Regions from separate parts of the Mus musculus genome. Here all the other regions are linked to region 1. A link is a contact called in public Hi-C and HiChIP or PLAC-seq data. All regions are on one chromosome and are shown on one strand. Each heading gives the region's core, a stretch centred on a gene start, on an enhancer-like site or on the middle of the called end of the contact. The rest is flanking DNA. Distances are from core to core; before and after follow the strand shown. Region 1 overlaps Snd1 (staphylococcal nuclease and tudor domain containing 1). Region 2 overlaps Snd1 (staphylococcal nuclease and tudor domain containing 1). Region 3 overlaps Snd1 (staphylococcal nuclease and tudor domain containing 1). Region 4 overlaps Snd1 (staphylococcal nuclease and tudor domain containing 1).

Region 1 (3,455 bases), core at 521-3,020:
TGAATAGCCACAAATTCAGGTGCAAGCATGTTGATTTGGAGGAACCAATTTTGAATAGAAATCGTAAAAGAAAGATGAAAAATTAGGGCAGTTTACCAAAGTAATGTTTTGTGTAGCAACAAGAAATTTTTTAAAGGTGAACAAAAGCTTCTTGTCGACCCAGCAGAGGTTTTATCAGCTGCAGATGGTCATAAACTAAGTACTGACAAGGTTGGGCTAGACCTCGAAATGCTTTCAGTGTGTTGTTTCCTGTGAGTGCAGAGTTTGACCGCTGGACTACAGGTGAGAGGAAGCTTAAGGAAATAGACATCTACACCCCTTGTCTCAGATCCTTAGGTTGCGTTCGGAGGTTCTGGGTCTTTGAAAAGGTATGTGGGAAGTTGGGGAAATAGCTTAATGCATGAAGCCCTTGCTGTGTGAGCATGAGGACCTGAGCTCAAATCCCTAGTGTCGTAGAAATGCTGGTAGGGTCTGGTGGCCTGCCTTTGATCCCATTACTTGGGAAGCTGACCAGCTAGCCAAACTGGCAAGCTCTCCGTTCAAGTGAGAAACCCTGCCTCAACATAGAAGGTGGAGCAATCAAAGACATGCTTGTACATATGTGCCCCAGCAAACACACAGAGAGAAAGGTCACACAGAGCACTTGTGGTGTAGTAATGACATAATACCTACCTCAGTGGGTTGTGAATAACACCCCTGTAATTAAACGCTGATTTTTCTTTTTCTCCAGTACAACATGAATGTTTCTGTTATGGGACAAAGACTTAAAAGTCACTTGGATCTCTTCATGTGAGGTTTTGTAACAGTGTCAGGTCAAGTTCTGTTTTACTGCCAAGTGTGTTATAAGACTAGAGAACTTTAACAGTGAAGGGACAGAGGCAGAAAGCCACATCTGACAACTTTCTTTAAAAAAATAACTTTGTTCTTTTCTACACTCAAGAAAATTCTTTCCAGTCGAGTTAGCTTTCCTTGGGCTTGTTTGTAATGGTAACAGGTATCTATCTGTGGATGGTAGCGTGGTTTTGATTTACTAATAGCCCTGGAGGGGTAGGGCATACTAAGTGCTTCCTTGATGATTGTGAAGTCAAACTGGAAAACTAAGCATCATAAGCAAACAACTCTATTTTATATGTCTTTGGCATTGATTTCTATTTTGTCCAGGTCCATGCATTTTCTCCCTCTTGTTCAAAGATATAAGTACAGATCTGGACCTACGGTTATAAATGGCTACCCTTGGGTCTAAAGAAACAGAAGTAGCTTCTCTGGAGGGCTGTTTGCAGATATGGGATTCATAGGAAGGCTAGAGCTTTTCATGATATAGTGATGTGCATTGTTTTACATGTCAGACCGTAAAGCTGTCATTTTGTCAGTACTGTGTGTGTCCACTTTCTTATGCTACCCTTTTTATTTTCCCTTATTTTATATAGGAGTTGAGGCAGGGGTTAGATTCAGAAGGTTTTCCAAGGGAACTTTGTATAGTAATGAGAAAGGATGTTGGCGAAAGGGAAGCGGTCTTGATTTGGCCTAGTGACATTCTAGACTGGCTTCAGTGTCCTCCTTTGTTTGCAGGTAAAAGGGTAAGGTTTGGTATGATTCAGAGCAGTGCCCTGTTATAGCAAATCTGTGGCTAGAGGAGCATTTGAAATATACAGAGTCCTTGCAGTTTTGCCGGATTGTTGTTCTGAACAAATGACCCTATTGCGTTCCCTGGTTACTCAGCACCCTGTGGACACTGGCCTAGTCATGGGCAATTGGCTGTCCAAATAGCGTGTGCGGTTTTGCAGCCTGAGCTCTTAGTGAGGATGAGGCGCAGCGCCTCCCCAGCTGACTGCTCCAGGGAGCATTACCCGGTGTGCAGCTGTTGCCTGAATCCTAAGTAGCATCCGGTGTGAGGCTGGCGCCTTCCCGCTCCCCTTCCTTTTTACTTGCTGCTCTGTGAATATCTGATCGATGGGGCTGGGTGTTGGCAGAAATCCAGAAAAGCCAGCCATGTTGTTAGATGTAGCATTTTGGCCTCTCCAATCTAAGCTTTTCTTTTTTGTCAACATTTAAGATGTAGTTTTTGCAAACAGCTGTAGAGCTGAATAGCAGGAGTTGTGCTGGTCACTGTGGCCTGTAAATGGTGAGTGATTTTCATTCTCCTCTCTACTGAAGATGAGCACATGGCAGTGTGGAGAGGATAAGCATGAAGGTAAGCAGCCCTGTGATCTGCAGTGCCTGTCTTCACCTGCCAGTCAGCAGCACACACTTGGCAAATCCTAGCTGTATGGGAGACAGGCCATCCACTCCACTGCCCTCCATACTGCTCTGCTGTAGTCTTGGTTGTTCCAGGGCTCAGCTCTCTACTTTTATGTTGCTTCCCATTTGTCAGCAGGAGAGAAACTTAAGGAGAAGGAGGAGGAGGACTGCCTCCCCCTCCATGGAAGTCTAAATCGTAACTAATGAAGCAGTATTAAATTCTGAGACCTATTACATCTCTATAACCACTCACCTCCGCTTTGTGACTGAAATCACTAAAGATCCAAATATCTACTGTATGCACATGCAAAGAAAAAATTTAACTTTAACCCTGAAATTTAAAATTGAAAAAGTAATTTCTCTAAATATCCATCTTTTTTTTTTCAACCTATTAAAACAATGTAAAGACCCCTTGGCTCCTGAGTGTGACCCACCCGTCAGATCTGATGAAGGCACTAGGCTTCCAGACCTAGCTCTACCTTCCTGTCCCTAGTGTTGTCTGAAGAGTCCCTCATGACTGCCAGTATTGATCAGCTGCTGTTCCCTGAACTCCTGTGTGTGTTCTTTGGCAACAAGGAGATAAACAGGGTATTGACCCAGAGATCTTGACACACTCCTGGATTTTTAGGGACAAATAGCAGCCCCCTTCAGAGTGCAGAGTGCTGAAAGTCCAGTGGCTGCTTCTGAATAATGACTTCCTGTCAAGTGGCTCGAAGGGTTTGATGGAGAAGAGGCTGGGTTTCAATTCTTCTGGAGTAGCATGTGCTTTGGGCAAGATGATCTGACTGGAAACTTGTGCTAATAGGAAACAGTGTGCAGGCCCTGAGAGGCGAGGCAGTGGGAAGCTCCTGCAGCCCTGCGGACTCCAAACCACATGTTGTTTGTGTGAGTGTTTGAAGTGAAATTGAATTTTTATTTTCCTAATGTGTTTTTGTAATTAGGAAAAATTCCTTCTTTTTCTCACTGCCATGTAACACAAACCCCAGTTCCTAGTTCCTCCATCAAATCTTGTCTATTCTATGCAGACCTAGGGGAAAGGTGGGACAAGAAAGGCCCTAGGTGCTGCGGGTCTGTGCCTTCTCATTTATGAACAATAATAATCTATGTTTTTTCAGAAAAACCAAGGTACGTGCTTCCCCCTTCCGTAAGGCAGGGTAGGCGAGCCTTGTGGATGTGCTTCTGCTCTTCATTGTCTTCATGAAGGCAGAGGCTGTATC
Region 2 (3,455 bases), core at 253-2,752, 210 kb after region 1:
GCCACTGTCTTCCAGCAAGCTGGGTGGCTTCTTCCCTTACATAAGATGTGTGTGTGTGTGCTAGCAGAAGAGAGCTGCCTGCGTGAGTGTTTAGCAAAGATGATTTGTGTGGAGTTATTTTGAGACCCCAGGGGAGGGAATGGCAGCCAAGCCTGCAGTATTTTAAACCGTATCACTCAACTACAAAGATTAATATGTTACAACATCCCTGCCAGAGCATTGGTAAAAAGGAAATAAGAATGTTAGGGGCCTACAAATTATAAATGTCAGCTCTGTCTGAACACACAAGGTCACTTCAGTGGTCTCCATCTATCCTGAGCCCTTGGAGTTTCTCCTGCTGTCTCCTCACTCCTGCCGGCCTGAAGATCCCTAGCAGACTTCTGGGATGCTCACCAGGCTGCCTCTGGAAGAGGAATCTGCTTTTCTGTTCCCTAGATATGGACTGGTAATTGTCTGAGTATTCAGAGAAGTAAAGAAGTCTATATTCTGGCAACCCAGAACTTCTATCATTATTGACTGAGCTTGAAGCTCCAGGCAGACTAGAAGATACCAGACATCCCTACCGAACATCCACCTGTCCTCCTGGCTCCAACCTGAACAACTGTTGGCTAAGGCTGAATCACAAAACAAAGGATGTTTTTGTTTAGTGGCCTGACTCTGTATGAAACATTGATCTTGGTTTTCTTTTCCTTGTGGCTGTTATGCTGTGGAATTTGCTTCACGGGGCAGCCCTCTATAGACAGCTGTCCTCTTTGCCATTCAGCAGCTAGTACCTCCCAGAGAGGTTGCCTGGGATGGAAATGCCAACACAAACGTGCTTATATGGCCCTAGCACTAGCATTTCATTTTTAGAGATCTTATTGCCTTCTGATCTTGAGAGATCTGTTTTTGGGCCAAAGGACATCCCCAGTAACTTATAAATTGTGGAAGGCAAAGCACAGAAAGATACCTGTCCAGGGCTGGCCACTTTTATTTTGTTTGTTTTACATTCAAAGGGTACACACAATGAATTCTTTTAATGACCAAACCTATGGGCACAAATAGTAGTTGTTATTATCAAATATGTTATTTCATCAAATAGATAATTACAAGGACTTATAGCCCTATATTCTCTTTATAATTTTCTTGTCACCAGCCTCTTGCATATACTCAGGCATTTAGCATAGTACAAATGACATGGTTCATGACACAGCTCAGAAGAAGCAGTGAGCTTGCTTGCTTGCTTGCTTGCTTGCTTGCTTGCTTGCTTGCTTGCTTGCTTGCAAGTATGTATGAGAGAAGTGGAGAGAAAACCATCTACTGAGGTGTGCAGGATGGTAAAAAGAACCAGGCATACTGTATGGAACAGGAAGGGTGTGCCTAAAAGAAAGTAACCCTTCTTCCAGGAATGGTGGCCAGATAGAAGCAAGATTGAAAGGTTCCGCTATGGCTGTCCTGCTCCACTGTCCTGCAGGCACTCTCACTGTGTCTGTGATAGACACAGCCTGTTCTCAAGCCTTCTGAGTGACTGGAGCTATTGTTAACAGTCACAGTCACTCTTGTTAGACTCCTGCATTCTTCCCTCACTCTCCTTCCCAGTCTTTGTCCTCTTTCCTTGGGTAAATGAGCACATAGATATGTGAACTCACACATGCTCTTGCATCCTAGCCTTCCCCACTCCACCCCCATATTATCAGGGACTGTGCCAGACTGAGCTTTGTGCAGGAAGTTTTACTCTCCCTACCATTCTAAGCACTAGACTACCACTTTTTCCTGCCCACCGCCCCTCCCCTGCCTCATACGTACTTTGCTTGTGTGTCCTGATGTGGGGAAGATGTCTACCCAGTAATACGGTGGTGTACATGTTAAAGCAGTCTTCTGACCCTGGAGAGACAGCCTGTTGTCCCAGGTATATCTAGGGAAGCTGGTCTTTCTGGGATCTGAGTTTCCTCCTACTGACTTTGCCTCCCTCCAGTTTTCCAGTGGAAGCTTTCTGTCCAGTGTTAAAGTAAAAATCCTGGAACTTTTGTGCCCTATTGTTCCTATGTGATGGGAGCTTAAAGCTTTACTAAGTACACACTGCCTTCCCTGAGCACTGGCCTCAGTGGTGCCCGAGACAGTCTCTGCTGCAGTGCTGTGGCATCAGTGACAACTAAAAAAGATCCTTTTTGTCCCCCTTCAGGTCTTCCAAACGGGATATAATTACTTCAGTAGACCAGTTTTTCCCTGAATTCTGCAAGGTGGATTCTGGGCAGTGGTTTAGATTTGCTGTTCCTTTTCATCCCCAGAGCGCTCGACTGAGAGAAGGAAATGAATAGGCTGCTTGTCACACCACCACCGGGGTCTCCACTGTGCCTTTGGGCTGCTGCTGAGTTGAGAATGGAAATGGGCTGGAAAGGGGGCCAGTGGAGGCCAGAAGCCTCTAAGAGGACAGTCCCCATTCTGGGGATGGCTTTTCCTCAACTGGCTAAGTCCTGCTCTGTCACTGTAGCTTCCTGCCAGCGAAGAATTCTGAAGGCCCAGTCACAGGGTGAGACTCATACACCATTCCACCCCACCTCACTCTAAATCTTCCCTAAGGCAAAACACCTCTAAGCTCCTGAACTTGATTCTCAGTAGTGAAAAATGAAACTACTCCCTACTGTATACTCCACACCCCTTTAGATCTTTTTTAATTAAATCAACCAAAAAGGTATTTTCAGAGACACGACTCTTCATATTATGTAGGTTTAAAGAGGGAAAAGACTGAGATAGTAGGAAATCAAAACTCTTGTCTCATGAGGGTCTTGAGTGTTTAGCCTAGAGAAAATAAGACATAGGATGAGAAAAAATAGATGTTGTATCTTCAAATATTTGAAGGCTGTCAGATGGGTAGTAGAGGTTTTATATGGTCCCAAGGAATTACACAAGTCTTATAGGGCCTGGAATGTCAGATTGCCGAATTCTGATATTACTTGGTGAAATACAGGTTGCCACTCAAGGGTTTTGAGCAAAATGTGTGCTTTAGAAGATTATTCTGGTAGCGGTGTGTATTTAAAAAAATCTCTATAAAGGAAAATGGATGGCAGGCAGGGAAATCAGAAGATCCTTGGCTAGAATTCAGGGGTCTGAATGAGGAATGTTCTGTTGAGTAGAGAGGGCAAGAGCTATGGAGATTAAGTAAAAAGAATTGTTAGGACAGAGCATGCACTGGCTCATGTGGGTAGAGAAGGAAAGAAGCAACAAGTAATGAGTGATATTTTCCAGCATGGGAAGAGGGAGGTTAAGCCAGAAGCAGAAGGCACAGGATGAGAAACAGACAAAGAAGAGTTTAGCTTAGGTACACTGAATTTGAGGTATTATTAATTGGACACCCAAGGAGAAATCTCTGTCAGAGGAAGGCAACTTTATGGAACGTATGCTCATGTTTGATCTTCTGGGGTGCACGTTTTTGCATGGGGAAATCTGAATTATGAATAAGGGAGCAGTGATGGTGG
Region 3 (3,455 bases), core at 608-3,107, 160 kb after region 1:
TAATGCACCTTAGGGGGTAAACTTATATTTGAAAAAAATTAATGCTGGCTCTGTAAGTTCAGAGTTACTACTGGTTATCCAACTAGGCAGGCTTGTAAAGAGATGCACAGAAGTGTGTGCTGTAGAATGGAGTCAGTACGGGCAGCATAGGCTCTTAGTTCAGTTCATTGAAATTCAAGTCAGGATTCCATTACTTACTACTGTGTCACCCTGAAGAAGAAGTTATTAATGTTTTTGTTAGCTTTCCAGTCTATAAAATGGGTGCAATGGTGGCGCTTGCTTTCTTTGGTTGTGGAGTAGTTGTTAAAATTAATACATACATATATTCTGAACAGTTGGCAGAACAAGAGCTAAGCTGAGATCAGTGGTTAGTACCTTGTGTTGATTGTTACTAAGTTGCTTTGCATTCTATATAGCACACAGGAAGTCCTCTGTGAGTGACATGTCATCATCTGTAATATTTCTATCAAACTCCTTTTCCGATTCCAGTTCAAAAATCACTCCTCCTCAAACTCTTTTACCATTGCCTTATCTCTCTCTTGATGTTAAATGTGTTCATCCTGGGCTTTTTCCCCCATGCATTTCTCATGTAAAATCAATGAATGAACAATTAAACTGTATGTATTTGGTAAGAGCTTTTTAAGTGCCAGATACAGTGCTGGATATTGAGGATTGGACCAGACCAATGTATTCTTTATGGATCTACATAGTTAGTTATATAATTATTGTGAGGATTGGAGCAGAGTCCCAGGAGTATATACTAATGACCACAATTTGTTCACGATGGCCTGACAGGGAGAAATGGCTGGAGCTCGAGTTGTGCCATGGAGGCAGCAAGACAAGTGGATCTAGATCAGGAAAGGGATGAAGAGAACTGGGTAGGAGATGAGGGGACAGGGTGGAAGACTTAAGCGAGGAACTGCCATGCATGAACAGTATTGACAAGGTCACAAAGAACTCTCTGTGGAAGTATATTTGTTTCATATACGATAGACTTCCACAGAGTAGATTTTAGAATGAAATTAGGAATTTCTGAACATGTTAATAGTAAGCATGCATGAACCATTCTGTGGTTTCTAAGCCAGTGGTTTGAAAGCTGTTGGATGCATAGATATCCATGTGCATAATTGCCTCAAATCCTTTTTAAATTAAATTTTATTGTACCATTATTATGATGCACGTATGATAAGCATGAGTGTAAATGGGTGCTACATAAATGTAGAAGTCAACGGACAACATTTTGGAGTTACTTCTCTCCTATAATAGATTCTGGGAATTAAATTACCCACTAAGTCATCACATCATTTCCATATATGTGTAAGAAATATCTATTTTTATTTGAGTCAGGGTCTCAAATATGTAGCCCTGTTTGGCCTGGAACATGCTGGCCTGGAATTACAGAATTCTGCCTGCCTGCCTCTGCCTCCAAAGCTCTAGGATTAAAGATATGCAATATCATAATTTTATTTAAATTAATTTTTAAATTGTAATGTATCTGAGATATCTGTGTATGTATAGGTGCACACCCAGCATAGCCTACATGGGGTGGTCAGAGGGCCTGGTCCAGGAGTTGGAGCTCTCTTTCCATGAATTCCAAGAATCTTGCTCAATAGAGACAAACATCTCTGCCCTCAAACCATCCTACAAGTTCCACAGAGCACATGAAGAGGAATCCCTAGGCCTTGGCCTTTTTTCTCAAATATAAAGGTCATATAGCAGTATGAGGGACTTGCTGGCAAAGGAAATTGAAAAGCCTGTTGCCCAAGATTGCCAATGTTTAAAAAGTCTCACTACACAAACTCTGCTGTTTCACTGTTACTTGAGATAAAGATCTAAGAATTGCTCAACAGGTAGTTTGGCACCATGTTCTTAGTTTGTGTAGGGTAGCAGAAGCAGGGTAGTCGGGGTGGGGGTTGGGGAGGTGGAGGTGGTGGTGGCAGAAGTTAGACTCAACCCACCTGGATTAGCAGAAGAGCTACTATACTTTCCAGCAGTGTGCACATGTGATAATGGGACCTGCATAGTGCCTGAAAACTCCGAGAGCGCCTACAAGTGTAAATGCCCCAATGGAGGGAGAGAACAATGGAAGTGAGATTAGAGCTCCTTAGTTGAACACACCAATTGTGACCTCACCAAAATGCATTTCAGTTGCATCACTCTGTCACTGAGGATTTCACTCATAGCAGATCATCAATGTAGTCCACATGTAGTTTACTTAAACTGAAAGCTACCGGGTGAGGCTAGGAGTGAGTGCTACATAACAGCTTCAGAAGAGTGTGTAACCTCCAGTACAAACGATCTACAGCAAACTACCATAAAGATGGTTTTTCTGTAGGGGTTGCTCTCTGCTTTGTAAGCTTCTTATCAATTGTTCCCACTGTGTAGAATCCTGGGTACACTTTATTAATCTGTTGCTGAGCATGGCTTTGAGGCATTTTTACAGCGTACTGCTGCCTTACTAAGAACACATTTTATTTTAACTTCTCAAACCAGTCTGATATGTGAGCTTTGTTTATTTTGTACCTTTCTGACTTTGAACCATAATTATCTATGTAAAGTCTTCCTTTCTTTGAAGAAGGACTCCTAAGTTTGTTGTCTGTACTGGGAAGCACTCTGCGTACAGCCCTTTGATTGAGTCAGAACAAATTTCATATCAGCTCCCAGTGATGTTTTCCACATCATTTACAGACTAGTCAACATCAAAAGTATTTGTCTCAAAAGATAACAAATTTATTGCAGAGGGCTCCAGAGCTAGAGGGATGGTTATCTGACCTAACTGATTTGTAAGTTTATTTGTAAGTAGAATTAGTCTTGAATGTTAATAATAAATAAGAAAACCTCTTTTCCTTCCATAGAAAAACTTTGTTTTTAACTAAGTCTACTATAAGTAGGTGACAGAAGGAAGTAAAAATCACCTGTGCCTCTGCGCTGGGAAGAGATTAGTTAAGCAGAGGCGCCGTCCCCGCTTCTTTTCCCTTTTGATAAAGTTCTTTTCCGAGACTGGATGTCGCTGCTTGAAGGAGTCTGCTCTTTCCTTCCACCTTGTGGGCCCCAGGGGTTGAAGTCAGACATTCGTGCGGTATCCACTGAGTCACCTCACCAGCTTTTATTTGTTTTCTTAATGATAGCTGTTCTGACTGGCGTGAGATCTGGACTCTTGATGCAGAGTTAGTTTGCATTTACCTGATAGGAACATTTATCAGTTTTTTTTGTGTGTTTAAAGGCCATTTCTTTTTTATATTTTGACCACTGTTTGAAGGACTCCAATTGCTCAGAAAATAAAACCGAGAGTTAATAAAATGAAGTTATAAATTTCTGCTTACCAGTGGAAATAACTGAGTGGCCAGATTGATATTAAAATGGGAGGAAATCTTGACTAACCCTCCTACAGGATTAATAGCTAAGATGTATTTTATCTCAGCTGTACAATCAGCTCCTAGATGAGGACATAGGTG
Region 4 (3,455 bases), core at 477-2,976, 140 kb after region 1:
CCCCACTCCACCCCACACACAATGTAAATAAGCAGTAGCAATGTAGCACATTATGACTTAGTAAATGAAAGAAGTCAGTGTACTTGTATGACATATTTCCAACTTGTTGGAAGATCTTAAACAGAAAAAGCAGCAAGTTTCATCACTGTATACTGTGGAATTAAAATGTGTGTTCCCTGCAAATATTTGTGTACTTTGGAATGAGTCAGGACTGCTATGTTGTATCACAAGTTGCTATGTTGTATCACAAGTTTTCTCTGTTAGGGTTTCTATTACTGCAACAAAAACACCATGACCAAAAGCAAGTTGGAGAGGAATAGGTTTATTGGGCTTACACTTACAAATCATAGTCCATCTTTGGAGGAAGTCATGACAGGAAGTCATGACAGGAACTCAAGCAGGGCTGGAACTTGGAGGCAGGAGCGGATGCAGAGGCCATACTTACTGGCTTGCTTCCCCTGGCTTTCTCAGCCTACTTTCTTATAGAACCCAGGGTGACCAGCCCAGGGATAGCACTACCCACAATGGGCTGGACTCTTCCCCCATTGATCACTAATTGAAAACTTGCCTTACAATTGGATCTCAAGAAGGCATTTCATCAACTGATAAGGCTCCTTTCTCTTGTGATGGCTCTAGCTTGTGTCTAGTTGACACACAAACCAGCCAGCACACAAGGTATAGATGACATGGGTTTATCCAAACTCCCAGAAAGCAGATCTTACTGTTAGGATCAATTGTTTCAGCTCTGTTTTATTTTGCATGCAATGGTTTAGCGTCCATTTCTACTCTTTATATTCATTCTCTCTCTCTCTCTCTCTCTCTCTCTCTCTCTCTCTCTCTCTTATATCTTGGATCACAGGCAGTAAGAATAATAGTGGTGAACAAAAAAAGAGAATAGGTATAGGTTGAACTCTTACAAAGTATGCAGTCCCAAAAGGATGGGCATTAAATAATTAAATATCTAGAGTGGTACCTCCTATTTCTTTGCTTTTCTCACTTGTTTTCTTCGCTCTTCCTTTTTCATCCTACTTATTATTAACACTGCTTGCTTTACATCTTTTTCTATTCCATCTCTCATTTCTATTAAATTTTCCCATGAGAGTATCTCCTTGAAACTCTTCATTTTTGTTTGGCCTCTGTTCTTACCGTCTCAATAGTTTAGTGGGACAGCTTTAAAGAAACCAAGATTTCTCACTTTGAATCTAATGACCTCAACAAGTAAAAATTCTCTCTGAATAAAACTGGAACTACTGAACAGTGTTAAAAAGAGCTTTTCTCTCCCTGATTATTCTGGCTTTTCGCTTGAGCATCATAGAAAGTGGAAGTAGATGAATGCTTGTCTGGCCTCTTCACCAGGTATATTACCTCATGCCAGAGCAGGTTGGAAACCAGCACTGGGAATGGAAAGTAGCCTTTCTCTGAAATAGCCTCTTGGCTTCCTTTCATTTTAACTCTGGAGATGGCAACCCCCCCCCCCCAACCTATTTTTGGATTGCAGTTTGGTGTTACAGTCATGAGGTTGTTAATTGGCTTCAACATGTGGTGGGGTTTCGGGGGAGGGTTCAGTGTTGGGGAGTAGGGTAGATCAGCTATTGCAAGTGGATATGATAACAGGAAAATGCATTAAAAGAGCTGGTGTGGGGAAGTGATTTGAAGACACAGCTGAGTGTGGGGAAATTTAGCTTTTTCCCTTTCTTCAGAAAAGATGATGCACTCAACATCCAAATAGCAGTAATCAATGTGCATTTAAGGCAGCACAAATGGCCACTTCTGGAGAGCTGTATAATGCCTCCATTCCCAGTGAGTTTTCTCCTTTAGGATATTAAGAGGATCTGCTCACTCCCTCCATCCTCTTTTCCTCCTTCCCCTCCCCTGGTTTTGATGTAAGCTATGAGAGCTGACTGGTGACCAAGGGGAATGGGGCTAAGCTAGAGCCCATTTGCTCTGTGTGCTCCCCTGGGTCCTAGGTTTGTAGAGAGTTCCGGCAGTCATGGTCAGATAATAAGCTGCTAATAATAATAAGTACATCTTACATAATATTTCCTGCAGTCATTAGTCTGTGCTGACTGTATTCCTTCAGAGGACATTGGTCCAGACTTGCCTTTCTGGACCATCTGATCACGGTCACTATTCTTCAGTGCATGCAGCTGGTCCATTCAGAGCTTGTGCATTGTTTGCCTTCTTACTGTCTTCTGAGCTCACTTCTTGGTCCTTCCAGAAAATGTTCATGCATTTGAAGACCAACATATAGTGAATATATTTTAATCTGAAGTAAACTGTAGCAGTGAAGTGATAACTGATTGAGGAACACGGCTGTAAACAACTCCTAACTACTGTAAAGCAAATCCCATTATGTGACCTTTTATGGCAGATTTAATCTTCATTACTTTAGCAATTGTAACCATGGTTATAAGCAAAGAGAACAAGCATGAAGCAGACAAGCTTAAATTTCTCTGCATGCTTGACTTTTTTCTTGCTCTTGACTCTGGTCTCCTTCATACACAGTTGTTGGCTCCATAGTTCTATTGCTTCTGCATAGCCGCCACCTGACTAAAGTGAAAATAATTAGGATGCAAGGATGCTCGCTTGATTGAGCCCCTCTGCAATGGCAGGTGCCAGAGTGGTTCTGCAAGCTGAGATTGTATTAGCTATATCCCTAGCCTTCTTGGTTATAATCCTTAGAAATCTCTTAGAGGGCTGATAATGTGAGTAATTAAACACTGATCCATCAGTGCCCAGTTTTATAGCTGTTGTAGAATCCACTTCATAGCTGTCTTTCCTTTGCCAGCCTCTTTGCTTCTCACTTTTAGTAGACTCCCTTGTGCATTTCTCTTTTATCTTAAGCTGCCTCTGTTCCCCCTCCTGCTTTGGACCCAGAAATTGAGAAGGATTACTTCCCATTCCTCCTGCTTTTGCATCAAGTTCAGAGAGCTGAATCTCCAGAGGATGCCAGCCAGTTCAAGTCAGCATTGCTTACACTGGAAAAGAATTTTCTAAAAAACCTGTGCTAAATATGTGTGGCTTTTCACTCGACTCAAAAGACACATTGCATTTTCCTATAACTGGGCTGGTGAGATGGCTCAGTGGCTAAAGATGCTTGCTACCAAGGCTGTTCAGCTAAATTTGATTCCCTGGGACCCACATGTTGGAAAGAAGGAATAGAACTAGCTGTAAATTCCCCTACATAATAAATAAGTCAATGTATTTTTAAAAAGTAATGTAAACAATTCTGTAACTGCCTTATGTCTGTTGAGCAACATACCATATCAAGTTTATTGTGATAAATTCAGTAATTCAAAATATATAGATGATTTAAACGGATAAATAAATAGTTGCAAAGGCTAAGATACATTTGAAGCATGAGCTCCATGTAAAACCACCTGAATCTAAGAGTATTCACAAGCAGTGTCCATGGGAGCCCGCGTGCTTGGTCTGGCTGACCTTGGAAGGGAGGT

The links. Hi-C and Micro-C count contacts between places; a contact is called where the count stands out from the background. HiChIP or PLAC-seq counts read pairs in DNA pulled down with a chosen protein or histone mark.
Region 2: an H3K27ac HiChIP or PLAC-seq map of oligodendrocyte precursor cells shows a contact between it and region 1, with 7 times the contacts expected there. The contact joins two enhancer-like sites. A contact is called at or near these places in 3 of 484 Hi-C or Micro-C datasets (the HPC-7 cell line, nephron progenitors and ventricular fibroblasts), 2 of 115 datasets of contacts at active chromatin or transcription factors (embryonic basal ganglia and oligodendrocyte precursor cells) and 2 of 9 other capture datasets (embryonic stem cells and pancreatic islet).
Region 3: a contact with region 1 is called in a Hi-C map of liver, with 2.0 times the contacts expected there. The contact joins two enhancer-like sites. A contact is called at or near these places in 1 of 484 Hi-C or Micro-C datasets (liver), 4 of 115 datasets of contacts at active chromatin or transcription factors (kidney, large pre-B cells, memory CD8 T cells and 1 more) and 4 of 9 other capture datasets (adipose tissue, embryonic stem cells, liver and 1 more).
Region 4: an H3K27ac HiChIP or PLAC-seq map of SST interneurons shows a contact between it and region 1, with 2.2 times the contacts expected there. The contact joins two enhancer-like sites. A contact is called at or near these places in 2 of 484 Hi-C or Micro-C datasets (muscle stem cells and myocytes), 5 of 115 datasets of contacts at active chromatin or transcription factors (SST interneurons, astrocytes, embryonic stem cells and 2 more) and 4 of 9 other capture datasets (adipose tissue, embryonic stem cells, liver and 1 more).

The regions. Positions count from the first base shown.
Region 1 is chr6:28,571,336-28,574,790 of GRCm38.p6, forward strand. All of the region lies in intron 10 of Snd1 (staphylococcal nuclease and tudor domain containing 1), which reads left to right. Among named protein-coding and RNA genes, the nearest start is that of Snd1, 93 kb to the left of the region's middle. Within about 2 kb of position 1,771, at least 71 of the 459 cell types and tissues checked have an H3K27ac peak or open chromatin away from gene starts, as enhancers often do. A contact at or near this core is called in SST interneurons, liver and oligodendrocyte precursor cells, where this site is marked.
Region 2 is chr6:28,781,814-28,785,268 of GRCm38.p6, forward strand. All of the region lies in intron 15 of Snd1 (staphylococcal nuclease and tudor domain containing 1), which reads left to right. Among named protein-coding and RNA genes, the nearest start is that of Lrrc4, 48 kb to the right of the region's middle. Within about 2 kb of position 1,503, at least 28 of the 459 cell types and tissues checked have an H3K27ac peak or open chromatin away from gene starts, as enhancers often do. A contact at or near this core is called in oligodendrocyte precursor cells, where this site is marked.
Region 3 is chr6:28,732,269-28,735,723 of GRCm38.p6, forward strand. The region is part of intron 14 of Snd1 (staphylococcal nuclease and tudor domain containing 1); the gene reads left to right. Among named protein-coding and RNA genes, the nearest start is that of Lrrc4, 98 kb to the right of the region's middle. Within about 2 kb of position 1,858, at least 7 of the 459 cell types and tissues checked have an H3K27ac peak or open chromatin away from gene starts, as enhancers often do. A contact at or near this core is called in liver, where this site is marked.
Region 4 is chr6:28,713,300-28,716,754 of GRCm38.p6, forward strand. The region is part of intron 13 of Snd1 (staphylococcal nuclease and tudor domain containing 1); the gene reads left to right. Among named protein-coding and RNA genes, the nearest start is that of Lrrc4, 120 kb to the right of the region's middle. Within about 2 kb of position 1,727, at least 4 of the 459 cell types and tissues checked have an H3K27ac peak or open chromatin away from gene starts, as enhancers often do. A contact at or near this core is called in SST interneurons, where this site is marked.